Linked DNA regions of Mus musculus: region 1 is linked to region 2. A link is a contact called in public HiChIP or PLAC-seq data. All regions are on one chromosome and are shown on one strand. The core of a region is the stretch at or near the end of the contact, and the rest is flanking DNA. Distances in the headings are between cores, read along the strand shown. Region 1 has its middle 170 kb from the start of Gm40418. Region 2 has its middle 2.6 kb from the start of Gm34381.

What was found. HiChIP or PLAC-seq counts read pairs in DNA pulled down with a chosen protein or histone mark.
Region 1: an H3K27ac HiChIP or PLAC-seq map of SST interneurons shows a contact between it and region 2, with 5 times the contacts expected there. The contact joins two enhancer-like sites. A contact is called at or near these places in 1 of 15 datasets of contacts at CTCF or cohesin (the NIH/3T3 cell line) and 2 of 115 datasets of contacts at active chromatin or transcription factors (SST interneurons and embryonic basal ganglia).

What each region holds. Positions count from the first base shown.
Region 1 is chr12:49,949,371-49,953,761 of GRCm38.p6, reverse strand. No RefSeq gene overlaps it. Among named protein-coding and RNA genes, the nearest start is that of Gm40418, 170 kb to the left of the region's middle. Within about 2 kb of position 2,616, at least 22 of the 459 cell types and tissues checked have an H3K27ac peak or open chromatin away from gene starts, as enhancers often do. A contact at or near this core is called in SST interneurons, where this site is marked.
Region 2 is chr12:49,448,124-49,452,344 of GRCm38.p6, reverse strand. No RefSeq gene overlaps it. Among named protein-coding and RNA genes, the nearest start is that of Gm34381, 2.6 kb to the left of the region's middle. Within about 2 kb of position 2,719, at least 12 of the 459 cell types and tissues checked have an H3K27ac peak or open chromatin away from gene starts, as enhancers often do. A contact at or near this core is called in SST interneurons, where this site is marked.

The DNA of each region.
Region 1 (4,391 bases), core at 1,367-3,866, 500 kb before region 2:
AGCTTATGATATTCAGCTGGGAACAAACTCCTAGCATAAGGATGTCGCTAATACAACCCTCAAGTTAAACTGTAAATTCAGAGCATTTAAAATGCCTTATAATAGTCAAAGCCAGTAAAATCGACCCTGTATATTTTTATTTCATCTCTGTTGGATCATATGATATTTAATAATTGGTTCTGGCACCTCGTTGCAAATTATTATAACTTTGAGATACAACAGTCCTATTGAGCATATGGGTAGCACAGGCTCCGAACATATATATGATACCGCCTCTCTAGAGGACCTTCTGTCTTGTTTTCCTTAGCTTGGAAGGGTCAGGTAAATTCTGTTGTGTCGTCATGTGTTAAGATTCTTCAGTCTCTGTTTTGCAGGGTAAATGCTTAATGCAACTGATTACTCCCACCCCCACCCTCAAATAACCGTGAAAACTTTCCTTGCAAAGCCAAAAGAGACATCCATGCATCTGGGGTGCAGTTCGATTGAGCTGTTACAAAGCGCTTCCAGTATCAGTGCATACGAATTCGTTAGTGCAAAAAAGGTTTTATTCCTTGATGCCATATTGTGTTCCAGTTTAAATACAAACTTCAAGACTTTCAGGAGTCAAGAGACCTTCCTTTGCTATTAGTAGCATATGATAGTTCTTCCTTCATCCTGGAGAGGATGGGAAGCCGATGGTAAAATACGACTGACTCCAAGAAACATTTCTTAGAGTGAAACATTCCCCTTTCAGCATTTTTTTTTTACAGCTCTACTCGATATAACACCCTGCGACAGAATTGGGAAGATCATCTCCAGCTCATATCCCATCAGGACTGTTTTCAGTATCCCCAATGCTTTGCCTTTATATCTAGCCCACGAGCCTTGACTTGCTCTTGCATTATTTCACGTTAATTGCTTTAATGTTTATTGCTACATTCAATCATAACATAATATGTGCACAGAGGTAACAATTACACAGTAAATTGTCCTTCCAAAGAGATGTCAAGATGGACATTGGTGGGTGGGGTGGGCAGAGGGTGATGATTTATAACTTATGTTGACATTTTGGGACAAAGCTGGTTCAATTTCTCTTGATTTCATTATAATACCTAATAATAATTTCTCTTTGTCTGTCATATAATTTGTCGTTATGATAACGGCTCAGCTAAAAAGTTCATGAGGCTGGGGGTCAATGGTTAAAGACAATTTTGAGCTTTATGTTTCTCCATTGCTACAGCAATACTGTATCATTCAAAATGGCATGTTGGTGGAAAGGAAACACTGCTATGCAAGTCTATAATTCTCACCCACTGTGAAACTAAATATCTCATTTAAAAACAGTTTTATACAAAGGCACTTGGCCTCTATATTTGTATACATGTATATTTTATCTAGATAACTATAAAGAAAGTATTTTGAAGCTGGACATGTTGGTACATGCCTGTGATTTTTGAATTAGAGATGCTGAGGCAGGAGGATCTTAAATTCTAAGCCAGCCTGGATGACATAGACTCTGAATCAAGAAAAGAAATATCAGTGTGACACTCTGTAGGGTAGTTTCCCGTTGTTATGATTACAAAATCCATCTCCCAGTGAACCATCCTACCCTGGGAGCTGCCCTTGAGCAGCTCCTTCACAGTTCACTTGTCAGTCGCACCGTGCTAATATTAAGAACTCTGCTAACCCTGACAAGCAGCAAGGCAACTCACCACTGACCCTGGCTGGGAATCAGGAAGCTGCAGTTCTATTCATGCCACAGAGCTGAAAGTATCTTTTGCTACTGGGGACTTGCCTTGCATCACGGATTGCTTGCTTGGCAGCATATGAGCCAGTAGGTGGAGTGCTTGCTAACAATAATTGAATACACAACTTTAACTTCAAATAAGTAGAAGCCACTTTTCCTGTTATAAATTGCTAAAATTATGCGTATGCTGATTTCTTTCTTCAGTTATAATTATTTGGAGGGAAAAAATTCACCAGAGCAGGGTTGAGATGAATGCAGGACTGTGGTTACATAGTAGAACTTAGAGGCAAACTGTGCCCAAGCTCATTGTATGGTGTAAGCATTATGTAAAAAGACGGTGTCTCAATCACTCAAGTGTGTTTGATTCAGTAAATAGATCTAAATATCTCTTGAAAAATTTTTTAGTATTCATGGTGTTCAAAGGACACACTACTATTGACATACTGTACAGGGAAAAGCTTAGATAGAATTAATTACACGTGTTAATAATCATAGTAAATTCAACACCTTTGGGAAGAAAAGTTGCAAGAGATGCTTCCAAAATAAAGTGTAACTTTCCTCTGAGAGTGCTTGTTTTCTTCCAAAAGAAGGCTTTCAAATGTATTTTAAAGCTACAGCTAGAGACTTGCTAACTGCATCACTCTAAATCTATCTATATCACACCTAAAGATGTTAAAGCAACATTTAGAACTCCAAGGAGAAAACAAGCAACAGAATTTAGAAAGCAGGAACCACATGGAAACAAGAAAAGTCTTCAGTCATTTTTTAAGAATGTGAGTTACATGATGTGGAAGATGAATATTTGAGAGTTTTAAAAAAGAACCTCATTCCTTATCGGGAACACTCGCATGCCACAATCCGTGGCTTGGGAAACCTGTAGTCTGCAGGGCTAGGAAAAAAATCATTTCATTTAAAGAGGCAACTGTACGATCTTCAAGGCGAACACTGCTGAACACTGAGCATTTCCCCTTTAACTTTTTCATCTCAAAATGATAAATTTTGCTAGAAATAAGATTTTAAGGCAAGATATCATGTTATATAGCCCAGCCTGGCTTTGACCTGTTATTCTGTCTTAACACTCCCCACCCCAGGCTATGATTGTCAACATTTGCCACCACAGTCATCATTCAAAGTAATTTCTATGAGGACTCAGTTGTCCCTTCAAGTGTCCCAGCATGTTCTCAACGCCCACTAAATTCTGGATAGATTTACATTTCAAATATGTAGCTTTTCCCCTTTAGGTAGACAGTGGAAGAATCAGAGTGCCTTGTTAAACAAAATGAAGCAGCCACAATTAATAACAAGTAAACTCCACCACATTCAACAGCTTTATTCCAAACAAATGATGACTACACACTCCACCGTTCAAGGGTGACCAAGGGCAAAATAGAACCTCCCTGAGGTCACAGAAAAAGAGAAAGAATATTCACTGAGAAATTAAAACTGAGAATTCTATCTCTTCCAAACTTGTGAAGACTAAATATTGTTCATTTTCATAAAAATTATGGAATTTGGCCCGTAAATAAAATGACAAATTATGAACAGAACTCATTTAAATAACTTGGCCATGAAAAAGAACTTTGGGGAATTTATTTATTCCAAAATTATTTTGAAATTGGGAAAATAATGAGTCCTGGTATATCCCAACTTCATAAATAAATAAATAAATTTGTCTGAGTGTAGATAGCTTGTGAAACAAGCCAAAGCATTGAAAAACAAAGACTCTCTGTATCTAATCTTTATCTTCCATTGTGTTTTTAGATTCTGCAAATAGCATTATGAGACTAATTGGTATATTTATTTCTTTTATTTGAAAAATCAGTTCACTCGCTTGCTTGTCAGTGGCCTTTCAGTCTTCCGTGCTCCATGTCTTTGATATGGTACTTTTCCTTAGATGTCATTCTCAACCCATGTTCATCCCTTGATGGTTAGGCAGCAATAGACTTTACTGAGAAATAGAAACCTGTCAGTGATTGATCTCCTCAAGACCATATTCTCCCTTAACAGAAGCTATGAAGAGGCCCTGTCCAGTGTTGCACTGTTGGTGTTGACTTGTAGAGTGAAATGTTCTGCACACAAGCACAGCAAAATATTTTGGTAAAACGTAATTATCAGAAATTGTGACACTGGACCATTAATTCCCTGTATATTAGAGTGACACTTGACTTGACTCGCCCATTCTCATTCCAGACCCATCTGAAATAGGCAATTCAACTTAATGATGTCACAATATTTGCCAGGCTATAGGTACTGAAGAGAAGACACTGGGCTGTTCTTGCTGTTTGAGATTCCTTTCCTCTCTATACACAACCAGCCCATCTGTCTCACTCATACGGGAAACTTATCTTTGAAACATCACTCTATTATTATCACGGTTGTTCTTTAAAATTTGCTTCTTAACTTTAGATTGTGTTTTGGAAACCAGGTTTTCAAAGCTCCCAGATCTTGTTGGCCAATTTAAAATGTTGATAGTAATATACCCTGGAAGAAGCTCATATCAATAAAGAACTCAAAAGCACTATATTCCCATTCAGTTACTGGAGGATAACCTCTCTGTGAAATACAGATTGCCTACTTTTTAAAAGAAAAAAATCACAACAAAGAATTCCACCCCTCCCAACCTCTAATATTTTTCAAAGTGTGAATTGAAGAGGACTTAGAGACA
Region 2 (4,221 bases), core at 1,470-3,969:
TCTTGCTAGTGTATGCAATGGTGTCAGCGTTTGGAAGCTGATTATGGGGTGGATCCCTGGATATGGCAGTCTATTGTACAATGGCAGGATGGTGTCACTTCTGGTTTCAAGTAGAATTGCTAAGTACACCAAAATCTACAATACAGAGCAGGGACCAAGCTTTTAACACATTGACTTCTATGAGAAATTTCAAAGATGCTACCTTATTTAATCATCAAGGAAGCTTAACTGTGATCACTCCTCCGTTCACGGGTGTCACCCTCCAGTTCTCATTGAGCTTAGCACTGTATTTCATAGGAATGACTAAACTAGATCATCCTCTGCTCTCAGTGACTCCTTGAATTTTAAATCAAATGTGTAAAATCAATCAGTAAAATTAAATGATTTATAGGTCATTACATTTTTTCTCCTAATTTCGTGTTGACAGAGAAAGATCTCATAAATTAACTTTTATTCAGAAAGACTATTACGACACCAAAAGGAAGCCAAAGAAAGAACGTGAAGCGACGGAACTAAATCAGGAAAAGCAGGACATGAGACAGTCATAACTAGAATGCAAACTCCCTTTTCAGAGTACTTACGCTCTTCGACCCAAATGAGTAAGAAGAAATTTTAGTTAAAGATCATATTTTATTTTCTGCTAAATTTATTACTCTTAAAATATTTCTTGCTTCAAAAGTTTTTGATATATTTTTGGAACACACACACAGAAAGAAAATGTGTTACTAGTGGAAAATTTTAAGATGATGCATCGGGAGAGGGGAGTCATACTTTACCCTTAATAGTTTATTCTTCAAGGTTTTATTTCTCAATGAAGATGCATACATCCCATGCTTATGATAAAAATAATCAAAGTAAACATATACTAAATATATGCAAAACATTTTTAAAGAGACATATCTTCTAAGTTATAAGGTGGGTAATTATGTAAATATAAGAGTGCCAGGAGAAATAGCCAAGTTAAAATATATTCTGCAGCTAGATTCCTAGGCTTTACTTAAAAACAAAAACAAAGATTAAAAACAAGCTCTGTTAACATGAACTTTTAATCTGTTGGAAAAATTACATTCACATCACTATACAGAAGTATCTGGTAGCTGGTGAAAAACACCAAGTGTTAAGTAATAAATTAATAACATTCCAGCCCTTTCATCAACATTAGCCATAGCATCTGCATAGGATCTAGTTCAAGAATAAGAACAGCTCAGTTTCTAGCCATAGCATCTTCTAAACCCTAGAGTCTAGGTGAATTACCCCTCAGCAGTACTTGAAGAGAGAGGGATCAATGGCAAAACCCATACTAAGGAAAATACATTCTGAGGTCGGTTGCTTTTTGTTTGAAGAACATATTTTGTCTTAAACTAACTGCTATTTTTAAAATATTATCGTGAATTAAAAAGTCTTATTTTAAAAAGAAATTTTATTTTGATGCCATTTATAGGAAATGTCCTGACACTTTGCCAGAATAATTTCACTGGCCTCCTCTGAGAAATCTACATTCTACCCAAAGCATCTGTAGGCTACAGAATATTATCAGACAACTAATACATCCCAATCAGACTGAATTTATTTATAGACAACGTTCTTTTTGCAATGTTAGATGCCTCATTAACTTGATTCAGCTTGTGCATAGCAAAAATATTCCCTCCCTCTTCAGATTTTTTGATAGAGTGAATTATAATTTCTTGTCTCACTCATTATAAACCTTTGGTTTGAAGGACATTTAAGAAATGTGTAGTGCCACTTACGTGGATCCTGGATTACCTTCCTGTATTAATTATATGCTTTATTTGTTTTACATTAGGTGGGAGGTGGAATGGAGTAGTGGCCATTGTTGCATTTTACTTTGCATGGAAAATAAGCTTAATTTTGCCATAACCTCCAAGGTTAGGGAAAATGAACAGTGATGCTGTATTCGTGTAGACATCAGAATTGTGAAGTTAGTGGTGTGTATGGGATCTTAAGCCTCTCTGGAGCCTTAATAATTCTGCTTACTTTTAAAATGTTTGCCATCGCAAGCCACACTGCAAAGATGCTGTGAAAAATTAGGCCACACAACTCCTATACATGAGCCACATCTCCAAATTTTTTAATCTCCTTTTAGATGTCACTCTATAACTTTTGGGTTGTGTGCTCTTTTGATTTGGTTTCCACATTGACAAGTGTGAGTGAAGAAAGGATTTTCTTCCCAAACCTTCCATTACAACCATTACAAAGCATCTCTGCTTAGAATGTGGTCATCAAGGACTATGTCATTAATTGGAAAGAATCTCCCCTTATAGATAAGAAGTCCTGAATTTACATTATTTGATAAAAATTCTAATTATGAGTAAACTGGGAATTCATATAGAAAACCACGACCGAAGTTCAGTACCTGTTATTCATTTCTCTTACCAAGGAGAAAAAGTTGATCCCTGGAGGTATTAAATTAATATGAAGCCTCCTAGCTCATAAAATGTTTGCATGTGTGCCTCTTGTTAAGTATGGCTAACTTCCATGTAGCTGGCTTGACTAGTGAACTCACTTCCACAATATATATGTGAAAACTTCCTTGGCGACGACTTTTTTTGGGGTGGGGGGTGTCCTGGAGAAACTTCAGGTTTACCAGATGATCAGGCTTTGAGGCTTTCAAGGCCATGTGGCCCAAGTAAACCACCATCCTCTCTCTATTCTAATCACAGCTAAAGTCAGCTGTGGGAGGCTGTCTCCTTTGAATGGTTTATAATCAGCTTGAGACATAAAACTGACTCATGCTGGAAGTGTGGGGGCTGCTCTTTCACTTTCTCAGTGCAGGAATGCCACTATCAAGCAGGAATAAATGCTCTGACCCCACCACCACTTTTCTTTCCCCGCCTGTTAGCTTCTCATGGTATGTGGGCTCATACTGTATATTTGCACAGCCTCACACTGTCTCTCCCACCATTTTGCATTAGGCACCCTGCTTTGTTGCAATGCTATAATGGTTCCTACATCCCCATGATGTTTTGTTTCAACTATATTTCTTTATGAAAAAAGACAAGTTACATATGAATAAAAATAAAGCACTCAAACTCAGTAAAATGAATCTATTCAATGTCATCTCTTAGGAGACTGCTTGTGAGCTCCCTTCACATCACTAAAGGGAACTGTAAACTTGTCCTGTAAAGTACTATTATTAGGGAGTCACATTGAAATTACAGACCTTCTTCTCGAACCTTCTAAATTTTATGCTATAGTGCTTTGTTTTTTTTAGGAGTGTTTTGGTCTCTTAAATAATGGGCACACACCTTTTAGAATTTTATATTTGAGTTGGTTGGTGTTCCTTTGGGTTTTGAAATAAAATCTTAAGACATCTGTCCTGCTTAAGTTGCTCTTGTCTTTCACTTCAAATAATCTTCCTGAAAAGTTTCATAAAGTTAAAAATTTTACATAATAATAAAAATTTGGAAGTTGCACCATCAAGCAGTTACATTGATGCTTGCCGATAGAACATTTTGATACCACAGAGCAGGATTGGTATCTTAGAGGGATAAATTAAAAAGTAAAAATTTTACTCATTATGGACACAGGCATAGATCAGCTTTTTGAAGTCTCCATGGCTCACTCTTAACAAAATATAGTTTCTCAGAGCATCAGCTCTGTATTAATTCAAACAGGTGTATGATAGCTTCCCACTAATAGACTGCCTGCTGGATCTCACTCTTGGAGAGCAAGAGAAGATTTCTGTAGTGACAATTCTGGAATTTTGGTTTCGTATACAACTCAGAGACCAAACGAAGCTCAAGAAGGAATCAAAATTTGGATACTTCAGTCCTACTTAGAAGAGGGAACAAAATTATCCGGGGAGAGGGAGGGAGAGAGGGACTTGGGAGGGAGAGAGGAAGGAGAGGGAAAGGGGGGGCAGGATTAGGTATGGGAGGAGATGGGGAGAAGTACAGAGGGTGAGGAAGTTGAAAAAAGGTGTGTAGCAGTGGAGAATGGAAAACTGGGGATAGACACTAGAAAGTCACAACATGTTAGGAAAGCAAAAGGATCCCAGGACCCAACATGGATGGCATTAACTAAACTACCCAACAAAGGGGAGATGGAACTTGTAGAGACCATATCCAATGGTTAGGCATAGCCCCAGTTTGAGGGATGGGGCCACCCACCTATCTCAAAAATATTAACACAGATTTTGTTCCTGTTTAAAGGAAATACAGGGACAAATAGTGGAGCAAAGACTAAAGGAAAGGCCATCCA